Linked DNA regions of Mus musculus: region 2 is linked to region 1. A link is a contact called in public promoter capture Hi-C data. All regions are on one chromosome and are shown on one strand. The core of a region is the stretch at or near the end of the contact, and the rest is flanking DNA. Distances in the headings are between cores, read along the strand shown. Region 1 holds the start of Ccl20 (chemokine (C-C motif) ligand 20). Region 2 holds the start of Daw1 (dynein assembly factor with WDR repeat domains 1).

Region 1 (4,756 bases), core at 667-3,166:
AAGGAGGAGGAAGGGAGGGAGAGAGAGAGTGAGGGGAGAGAGAGAGAGAGAGAGAGAGAGAGAGAGAGAGAGAGAGAGAGAGAGAGAGAGAGAAGACTGGCTATAAACAAGTGGAGAGACAAGGGGGAGGGAAAAAATGGGGAGAGAAGGGACAGAGAGGGAAGAGAGTAAGAGAGTGACTGGGGTGGGGGGGGGGGGCAAACAGCCCCTTTTATACTGAGTCAGGCATACCTGACTGTTGGCCACTGTGGGGCAGAGCCTAGAAAGAATGCTAACAACAGCCTCCCCTAAATTTTGAAATACTCATCTCAAAGTATTTCTTTACTCTCAGTGATTTCTTTTTTACATGTTGGTTATTTAGTAGTACATCAACCAATGTTCATAAGTTTGTGAATCCCCAAGTCTTCTTCTCTTATTAATTGGTGGTTTGATTTTGTTGTGTTAAATAAAAAACAAAAACAAAAACCCACAGTATATATTATTGAACACTTTAGGAATTTATTTGGACATTTTAGTGATGTATCACATAATTTATCTTAGGGAATCTTTCATCCACAATGGAGAGGAATGACCATCTTATTTCTGGGTGGAATGTTCTAGAGATGTTTATTGTCTAGTGGGTTTGGGGTGCTGCTTAGGTACTCTATTTTGGGGGGTTCTCAGCCCACTTTTTCTGATAATTATTGACAAGTATGAATGGTAGTCTTCAATCTGGACTATTGAAGATTTCTCCTCCTCTCTTCAGCTCTGTCAGTTTTTATATCATATATTTAGTGATACAGTTGCTTGGTGTGTATATATTAATAATATCCTCATATATATTTCTATAATCTTAAATGAATAGATTCTTTAATAATCCGAGACTCCCTCCTTATCTGAAACATTGTCTGTTTTATTTATCACCTATCATGTCTAGTCCAGGTGTCTTTATTTACTTTTTCTTGGTTCTCTTACCACTCAGTTTTCTTGAGTTCTCTATATGGTATTTCTGTCTTATCACACATTAGAGATCCCAATATGTTATTAACATCATCACCACCATCTTTGGACTGTTTTTCAGATTGGCCATTTCTGGTAGTGTTTGCTCTTTTCCCTCCCTTAGGCTCTGCATTAAATATATCAACACAAAGAACAAAAGTCTGGTTGAAGACTTTTTCTTGGCTGCCGTCAAACATAAACAATTTGTAGAGAAGTTGATATGCCATCAAGGTGAAGTGGCGGGTTGAGACTGGTGTTTTCCACAATAGTTTGGGACACCTCTGTCATGTTGTTTTTCTACCTGTTCTGGATGTCATTCTAGAAATTCAGAAACTTTTATGACAGCTAAACACCAACCAGGTAATCACAAGCATGTGTTGCAGCACGTCTGGCATCCCACCTAATCTTTCCCCTCTAGGACTGGATACACAATAGGAGTATGATAGTATGATATGTTCCATTCAGAGTCTGTCCCTCTTTTTCCAACACACACACACACACACACACACACACACACACACACACACACACAGAGAGAGAGAGAGAGAGAGAGAGAGAGAGAGAGGGAGGGAGGGAGGGAGGGAGAGAGAGAGAGAGAGAGAGAGAGAGAGAGAGAGAGAGAGAGAGAGAGAGAGAGAGAGAGAGATTAAGTTAAACCTGGACAGGTGCCATTTCTGGGCCACTCGTCTGAGCTGCATTTCTTCCTCCTACATCCTGAGGAATTAACAGGATTCCCTCCTCCCCTGCCCTCCCCACCCCCCACCTGACCTTCACACCTTCTCAACAGTAGGAAAAGGCAGGAAGTTTTCCCTGTGGGTTTTCTTTGTGGTGACAGGATGAGGCAGATTAATCAATGGGGGAAAACCCCGGGTGAGAACACGCCTTCTTGTGTACATTCCCAGTATTTTGCTATAAGAAGGGCTGGTGCTGGAGCACAGGAGCACTCGCAGGGCACTGGGTACCCAGCACTGAGTACATCAACTCCTGGAGCTGAGAATGGCCTGCGGTGGCAAGCGTCTGCTCTTCCTTGCTTTGGCATGGGTACTGCTGGCTCACCTCTGCAGCCAGGCAGAAGGTAAGGGTGGCGCCTTCTGCTGGTTACAGGAGACTTCTGTCCTCTGGACCATATCTAGGGGTTCCCTGAGGACAGCAGCATGCTAAGGAATATGTCAGGGAGACTGGTTGGCTCATAGATAAGAGGAGAAATGAGTCGATGCTAGCAATCAGGTTTCTTCTCTGCCATCAATCCTAGCAGATGTGAAGAGTGATGGATGGACTTTCAGGGACACTTAAACTTCAGGACAAGACCCAAGTACCATTTCTGGGAGTGATGCGCTAGAGTGTATTTCAAGATATATATGGTCATTCAGAAATGCGTAGAACATTTCACCGCCAGCTTTTTGTTTAATCTCCCAACCAAGTAATGTTAGTAAAGTCCATAACTTATTTTTAAAGTTCTGACTATGACAGTTGACCTTAGTGTCCCCATGAGGCCTGAAGGACATTGTTCTCCAACTTTAAGATAACATTTATCCAGTACCTTACAGCAGGTTAGACTTTAACTTCGAGGCGTGCCCAAGTATTGCTTTATTATATTGTTATCTGCAACAGGTGCATGGCTGGAAACATGTGGTGAACTTTATGAACCTGACTTAAGTGCCACCAGCCAATACAACAGCCCTGGAGTGCTTTGGGCAAGATTATAGGATATAGTCATATAGAATATAGGAGATAGAGAATATAGGAGTTCCCTCTATATTCTAAAGATGAAAGACTATGGTGAATTGCAATGAAGTATCTGCATTTCTTACTAGAGATGGCGAGAAGCCATGGTCTTGTGAATTGTGTTAGTTAAACCAAAACATCCCAGCATACGATTAAAAAAAATAACTGGGAACTATGTTAAAGTGGAGCTCAAAGACATGGAAATTCATTCCTGTGGACTTAATACCTTTTTATGCCTTTTAGCAGCAAGCAACTACGACTGTTGCCTCTCGTACATACAGACGCCTCTTCCTTCCAGAGCTATTGTGGGTTTCACAAGACAGATGGCCGATGAAGCTTGTGACATTAATGCTATCATGTAAGTTATTCACCAACTTAAATTCAGTTCCTTCAGGAATACATGGAAATTTCACTGCATGTGAAAATTTTTAATTTTTGATTTTCAGCTTTCACACGAAGAAAAGAAAATCTGTGTGCGCTGATCCAAAGCAGAACTGGGTGAAAAGGGCTGTGAACCTCCTCAGGTATGGATCATTGAAGGACAAGCAGTCTCTCTCCAAATGATGGGGATAAGGAAGCAGAGAGTGGATCAAAGGTCTGCTGGAGTTCTTCAGCCTAGTGACATTGAACTTTAGAAGGGGGATTTGAGTTAGATCATGCAAGCACAGGATGCATTTTGCAGTTGTATGCCAACACCATCATCATTTTTGATATTATTTTAACTTAATGACTTGTCTCTCAAGGTGTCTTAGAATTCCCTGTGCAGCTGATAGTCAATAGCTACTTGATTCTTGTGGAAAAGATGTTTCCTCATTATATCATTTACATACTTCCTGACACTTGGTTGGTTGCTAAAGCCTGAAAAATAAATTTAATTATGAAGAGTCCAGTGATACTGGCTTATGTCAGTAATGTAGCATTTTATCAATAGATGGTATCTGATACTACTGTGCCATAGATACTGAATTTAGAGATGTTAGATAAGTGTTCACATCCCGTTTCTCTCATTAACTAGCTTAGTTATGTTGGGCAAAGCCATCTTTTCTCAGACTCAAATCCCTCATAAGAAGATGTGATATACCAAAGCCATTCCTATCATCTAGTCATCAATTCACAATTTACGCTTTTCCTCTTTTATTATAGCCTAAGAGTCAAGAAGATGTAAAAAACTGATGCTTTTTTGGGATGGAATTGGACACAGCCCAAGGAGGAAATGATCACAGCTGGGGTTGAAGGCTTCACCTGCACATCACTGCACAGACCTGATTTGTGTCCCAGTGGACTTGTCCAATGGATGAAGTTGATTCATATTGCATCATAGTGTGTCATATTTAAGCTCACATTAGAGTTAAGTTGTATTTTATGTTATTTATAGATCTGAATTTTCTATGTTTAGCTATTTAATGTTAATTTCCCACAATCCATGGGGGCGCTTAGTGGAAGGATTAATATTATGTTTAAGGGAATAGTTTATATGGACCTTTTTGTCAACAATAAGCTATTGTAAAGATATTTAATGTTCTGTTTATTTAATTGCTTCTTAAATTGATATGATTTTCTTATAAAACAGAAAAGAATTATAAGAATATATTGAAAATAAAAGAATTGAAAGGTACTTGTTGATAGAGTCATATATTACTTATTGGTATGTATACTGAAGATATTAAATCATACAACACACATAAGTATTTCCTAAAAAAAATTGTATCTTCACTTAATTCTGCCCAGCTTTCCCCTTTACTTCTGCTCCTCACAGCCTGGGCTTTATCCAAACAAACAGAAAGGTTGCACTTTTGGAATTGGAAGCCATTCTCCTGCATCCTGCACCCCCCACTCCCAATTAGAATGGCCTTATGTTTGAGACCCACAGTCAGTGTTTATTGATATATGCATTTTAGCATAAGTAAGTAGACCCATACACTTGGTGACTGTAGAAAAACAACAACCATTTGAATATGCTTTGGAGAAGTCACTTGACTCATCTTTCTGTCAGCAACTCTTCATCTCAGCTAGGAACATTTCTGTACTTAGAAGTCCTGAGCCTCATATAAAA
Region 2 (5,282 bases), core at 1,683-4,182, 43 kb after region 1:
GACACTACATTCTGTAGAAGTCCTTGCCAATGCCGATTGCTCATCTATTGAGGAATTGCACAAAACCACTGAGGGTTCCATCCATGAAGGGTGGTAATGTCACCCTGTGAGAAAGCCACACTAAGCCACAGACTGTGATGCAGACCATCATCTGGGCAGTGTGTGCACGTGTGTGTGTGTGTGTGTGTGTGTGTGTGTGTGTGTGTGTGTGACTCATAGCTCAACACACTGGAGGTGAAAGAACTCTGCATACTTGCACACTGGTTGAGAGACTGGTCCTGTGGCTTCTGGTAATGAGTAAGCAGTAAGTCAACTTTAACCTCAATTTGAGCCACTGCCAAGAGAGATCTGAGTCCATTTGACACTCTACCTGCTTTTTATTTAATGACCTGTTTGTACACAACTAGAAGACAATAGTTTTCTAGGAAAATGGCATATGAGAACTTAGATTGGACATTTGTCAAGGGTTCTGGTTTGTTGAATTAGGACCCTAATGTCCCTAATATAAGAGGTCCTTGGAAGGACTACTATGGTTTTGGAAACTGAATAGAACTCAGTGTGCCATTTCTGAATAATTGTTCTCATACAGAGACCAAGGTAAAGGCCTGTTGACTTCTTGGGAGGTCTTGGCCCTGAAGAAATTGGGATTCAACTTGAAGGGTATGTTTAGTTTGGGTTTGAAGAGGTATGTATTGAGGGCTTGGGCCCCAAATGTAGTGGTGTTCAGAAACAGGGTCTTTTGGAGGTGACTGGGTGACTCTAACTTCATCAATAGATTGACCATTAAGGGAGTCACAGCTTAATTGTCTATTGGGAATTAGTAGCAGCTAAAGGAATTGGGGCCTACTTGGAAGAAGGAGAACATTTAGGGGTTCCCTTAATTTTCCCGTCCCCTCCCTCTGTTTGCTTCCTGGCCACAATGAGGTGGATAGCCTCCTGTAGAACATGCTGTGATGTTTCAAGGATAGACCCCCAAAGTGACCGAGTCAACCATAGACTCAAACCTCAAAAGCCATAATCCAAAATAAGCCCTTCATCATTTAAGTTGATTCCTTTCAGGTATTTTATTATAGTAACGGAAAGCTGACCCAGAGAGAATGGGGTGGGGGCAGTGCTGCCTTTTGGATTGGGTCAAATAATGCATTGTGGGCAGGACTTTCTGAATTGTATCCTCTCTTGTGGACTATGACAGCAGATACTGAAGTAACTTGCTATAGTTATGAAGGCAATGATGCTGTAAAAGAAGCCCTGAGGGCAGGTTTGAATTGTTCTACAGAAACCATGCCCATCAAGATTAATCTAATAGTTCTGCCCAGGTATGTGATGAAAAGAAGGACACTGGGGATGACATAGTCTCTCTGTCCTCAATCAGGCTATGGCAGTCATCAAAGAGAAGATTGAGGAGAAGAGGGGAGTGTTCACAAGAAACTCAAGAAGAGCGAAGACCAGAGTGTGGATACTTCATTCCTCCTTAGAATAGGGAACAAAACACCCATGGAAGGAGTTACAGTGACAAAGTTTGGAGCTAAGATGAAAGGATGGACCATCCAGAGACTACCCTACCCAGGGATCCATCCCATAATCAGCCACCAAACCCAGACACTATTGCATATGCCAGCAAGATTTTGCAGAAAGGACCCTGATATAGCTGTCTCGAGTGAGGCTATGCCAGTGCCTGGCAAATACAGAAGTGGATGCTCACAGTCATTTATAGGATAGAACACAGGGCTTCCAAAGAAGGAGCTAGAGAAAGTACCCAAGGAGATGAAGGGGTCTGCAACCCTATAGGTGGAACAACAATATGAACTAACTAGTACCCCCAGAGCTCGTGTCTCTAGCTGCATAGTAGCAGAAGTTGGCCTAGTCGGCCATCATTAAGAAGAGAGGCCCCTTGGTCTTGCAAACTTTATATGCCCCAGTACAGGGGAATGCCAGGGCCAAGAAGTGGGAGTGGGTGGGTAGGGGAACAGGGAGCGGGGAAGGTATAAGGAACTTTCAGAATAGCATTTGAAATGTAAATAAAGAAAATATCTAATTAAAAAAAGAGGGAAGTGTTCAGTGTTCAGATGGAGCCCAAAGTGGTCACAGATACAGATGAGACTGAACGTGCAAGGCAGCTGGAACGGCTTGAAAGAGAAGATGCAGAAGTGGATGGAGATGACGATGCAGAAGAAATGGAAGCCAAAGCTGAAGATGACATTTTGGAAAACAGTCCAATTTACAGAGTACGAGGCAGCCCTTCCTGGCTGCAAACCCTAGACTTGAAAGTTTTCCAGTATTGGAAACTTGAAAGCTGAATATTTTTATTTCCAAGTATTTAAGTATTCAACAAGCCAGAATCTAAATGCCCTCCTTCATGTCAGCTGTTTTCACATAGTGGCTCTAACACCTCAAGTATTTTTCTAAGGGAGTGGCTTGATTTGACCAGAGACAAATCTTCAACAGCAGTCCTAATATTGGGCTTACAGTTTCCATTGCTCATGTCTCTGGAATGGCACCCTTATGGTTCAGAGATTTACCAGAGGCTCCAAACACAAACAATCAATCACAATCTTTCTATATAAAATGTATTCAAGCGAACATCAAATAAATTTCTGGGATATTTAAAAAAATTGCATAATTGTATTTGCTCTTTATTGAAAACTGTATGAACATTTTATTTTCCACAACTACTCTTTTTATCACACTCTAAAAGAAGCTAAGATAATCAGTCGATTTGGAGAAAATTTAAACAGTTAAAGAATTAACTCTTTTCTATGTGGTGGACCAATGTCAAAACTGGGACACACTGGCTGCTCCTCAGATAGCTTGCTACAGCAAGCTATGGCTGAGCGGCAAGCTGAGTTTACCCAGCTCTGGGCTGCCGCTGGGCTCCCCTGTACCCGCCCAGAAAAACTTGCGCACGCGCCTTAGCGTCCTACTGCTGTTTGTTAGTTTCCATGGCTACGAAGCCCCTCAGGGTAGGAAAGTAGGAAAATGAAGCTTAAGAGCCTCTTGCTTCGCTATTACCCACCAGGTACGGGGTTCCCACGAGTGGGCCCTGGCTTCCCTTTCTGGGATGGTCTGGGACGAAGGAGGGGGCGGGGACTCGAGGAAGGGCTCTGAGTAGCCGGGTCTCAGTGACCAATTGGGACAGGTAGTTAGAGCTCCCCAGTCTGGGTCACCCACCTTTTCATACGCTGCCGACCACTGTTCCTTAAAGTCCTTTATGTGACTCTTTGAGAAAGTCTTTAAACTTTTAAATGCTTTCTAGTAAATTATGAGTCTGAGGAGGGAGGGGCCGAGGGGTAGTGAACAGTGACACCCTGGGACAGTGTTTTCTGGAACAACAGAGATGAATCTACTGTTATTTTAAAGTCTTAATGATCAAGTTAAAGCGAAGGACACATGAAAAGAAAAACTCATACTCCACTGAGCGCGCCACCTTTGTCACACTCTCCAGTTTGCTGCAGTAGGAAATCAGTTTATGATATGAACGTCCAAGGTAACCTGCTTTGTGCGCCTCGCCATGTGCCTTTAAAGAAGGCCAGAATCCTTGATTCCAACGTGGTGATTGTGAATAAGCCCACGAAATGCTGCTGTTTTAGAGTAGGGTATGCTTTTCTGGTGGTCATAAGTTATGTGTTGGGGAGGGGGGTGGGGTTTGCTCACCATGAGAGAATAACTGAAATACAACTTGTTGAGGACAAAATAGGAGGAGAACTCTCAGCTTCTCGAAACTCAAATTAAAAATAAAAGGGTCAGGGGTGGGGTGGGGAGGGCCGCAGTGAGGAAAGTTATTTTCTGACCTCTGCACACATGTTCTGTGGCTCTCATGTGTGCGTGTGCACATACACATAACATAAATGAATAAATGTAATTGACAACAAAGCCCTTAAAACTTGGCTCAGGGTAACGGCTGACTACAACGGCTCAATGAAACATTTGGGTAAAGAAACTGCAGAGATTTCAGAGTAGAGTAAGTGAATTCACTTTGTCCTGGTTTCAGCATGACAGTTTTAAGGGTGTGAACTTGAGGAATCTCAGGGCACGTGTCTCGTTTGCCTCAGCAAAGCAGCCAACATTTTTTAGCCAAAATGTCTAATAGTCAAGGCTGTTATTTCTTTCTTTGAGGCCATCCTGATTTTGTTCCTTTTGTGCTTTGTCCCCTGTCAGCAGGTCATAGGTTCAGCATTTTGTATTTATTTTCTTCAGAAGCTACACAGACAATCCTTTACTCGCCCTGACACCACTTACTGCTCCTCTCTGCTCAGTCTTTTCCATCTATCAATAAATTATATCAGCTCTACTTCCAAAACATTTGGTGAATCTCTCGGTTCAGCCCTCTTTCCCCTCCCAGTTCGACTCAGCATCCTTTCCGTTTGCTGACACACTCCAGCCCAGTCCGTCTCTTGTTGGGAAACTTCAGGGTCTGCTCAAGTGCTTTCTTGGCTTTGAGTCTCATCTACCGTTTGCCAGTAGAATCTGAACCCAACACCTCCAACAATCGCCTAGTATGCTCCTGTTAGGCTTAGAATAAGATCTACAGTCTGAAAGAAATGGCCCAGGCTGCTCTGTCGACTTCTAGAACTTTACTCTCTGCCATCTCTATAGTTTAGGTCTCTGACCTATTTTTCTAAAACTTACAAGAAGGCCTGTCATGCACTGTCTCCCTTCTGGACAGAGCTTCCCCTAAACCTCACAATGCCTAGCTTCTCTTTACTTTGTTTCAGCCAATGTAACTGACCCAGAGAAACCTACCTTTTCCACATCTCTTACTGACTTCCTGTATAGCATTTTTTTTTTTTTGCTTTTGTTATATTTATCATGACACTGTGATGGTTAGGTTTTTTTTTTTTTCCTCCCTTAACTGGACACAGCTAGAGTCATCTGGTAAGAGGGCATTTCAATTAATAATTGTCCCCCCACACCAGATTGGCCTATAAGCAATTCCATGGTCTTTTTCTTAATTAATGATTGATATGGGAGGACCTAGGCCATTATGGCTGGTGCTAACCCTGGGCAGTTGCTTGGACTGTATAAAAAAGCAGGCTGAGCAAGCCATGCGAAGCAAGCCGGTCAGCAGTGTTCTGCCCTGACTCCTGTCTCTGCTCCTGCTTGAGCTCCTGCCTGGACTCTCTGCACTGACAGACGGTTATAGGGGTGCATAAGCCAGAGAAATCCAACCCCCTCTCCCTCCAAAGTTGCTTCTAGTGATGGTGTTTGTCTAGGAGAGAGTCTGATAAATGATCACCTCACTTCCATCCCTCAGCTGTGGAGCTCAGGCTAGGAATGTAGTCTCT

Evidence for each region. Promoter capture Hi-C pulls out the DNA fragments that hold promoters and counts their contacts.
Region 2: a contact with region 1 is called in a promoter capture Hi-C map of the HPC-7 cell line, with 2.0 times the contacts expected there. The contact joins the promoter of Daw1 here to the promoter of Ccl20 in region 1. A contact is called at or near these places in 9 of 39 promoter capture datasets (the 3T3-L1 cell line, 3T3-L1-derived adipocytes, the HPC-7 cell line and 4 more), 3 of 484 Hi-C or Micro-C datasets (adipose-derived mesenchymal stem cells, cranial neural crest and nephron progenitors) and 2 of 9 other capture datasets (adipose tissue and liver).

Annotation. Positions count from the first base shown.
Region 1 is chr1:83,114,850-83,119,605 of GRCm38.p6, forward strand. Ccl20 (chemokine (C-C motif) ligand 20) reads left to right here and starts at 1,917. Exons shown (of 4, transcript NM_016960.2): 1 at 1,917-2,053; 2 at 2,947-3,061; 3 at 3,150-3,227; 4 at 3,847-4,318. The coding sequence starts at 1,975. The coding sequence ends at 3,868.
Region 2 is chr1:83,156,823-83,162,104 of GRCm38.p6, forward strand. It overlaps Daw1 (dynein assembly factor with WDR repeat domains 1), which reads left to right and starts at 2,933. Exons shown (of 13, transcript NM_001372244.1): 1 at 2,933-3,016. The coding sequence starts at 2,977.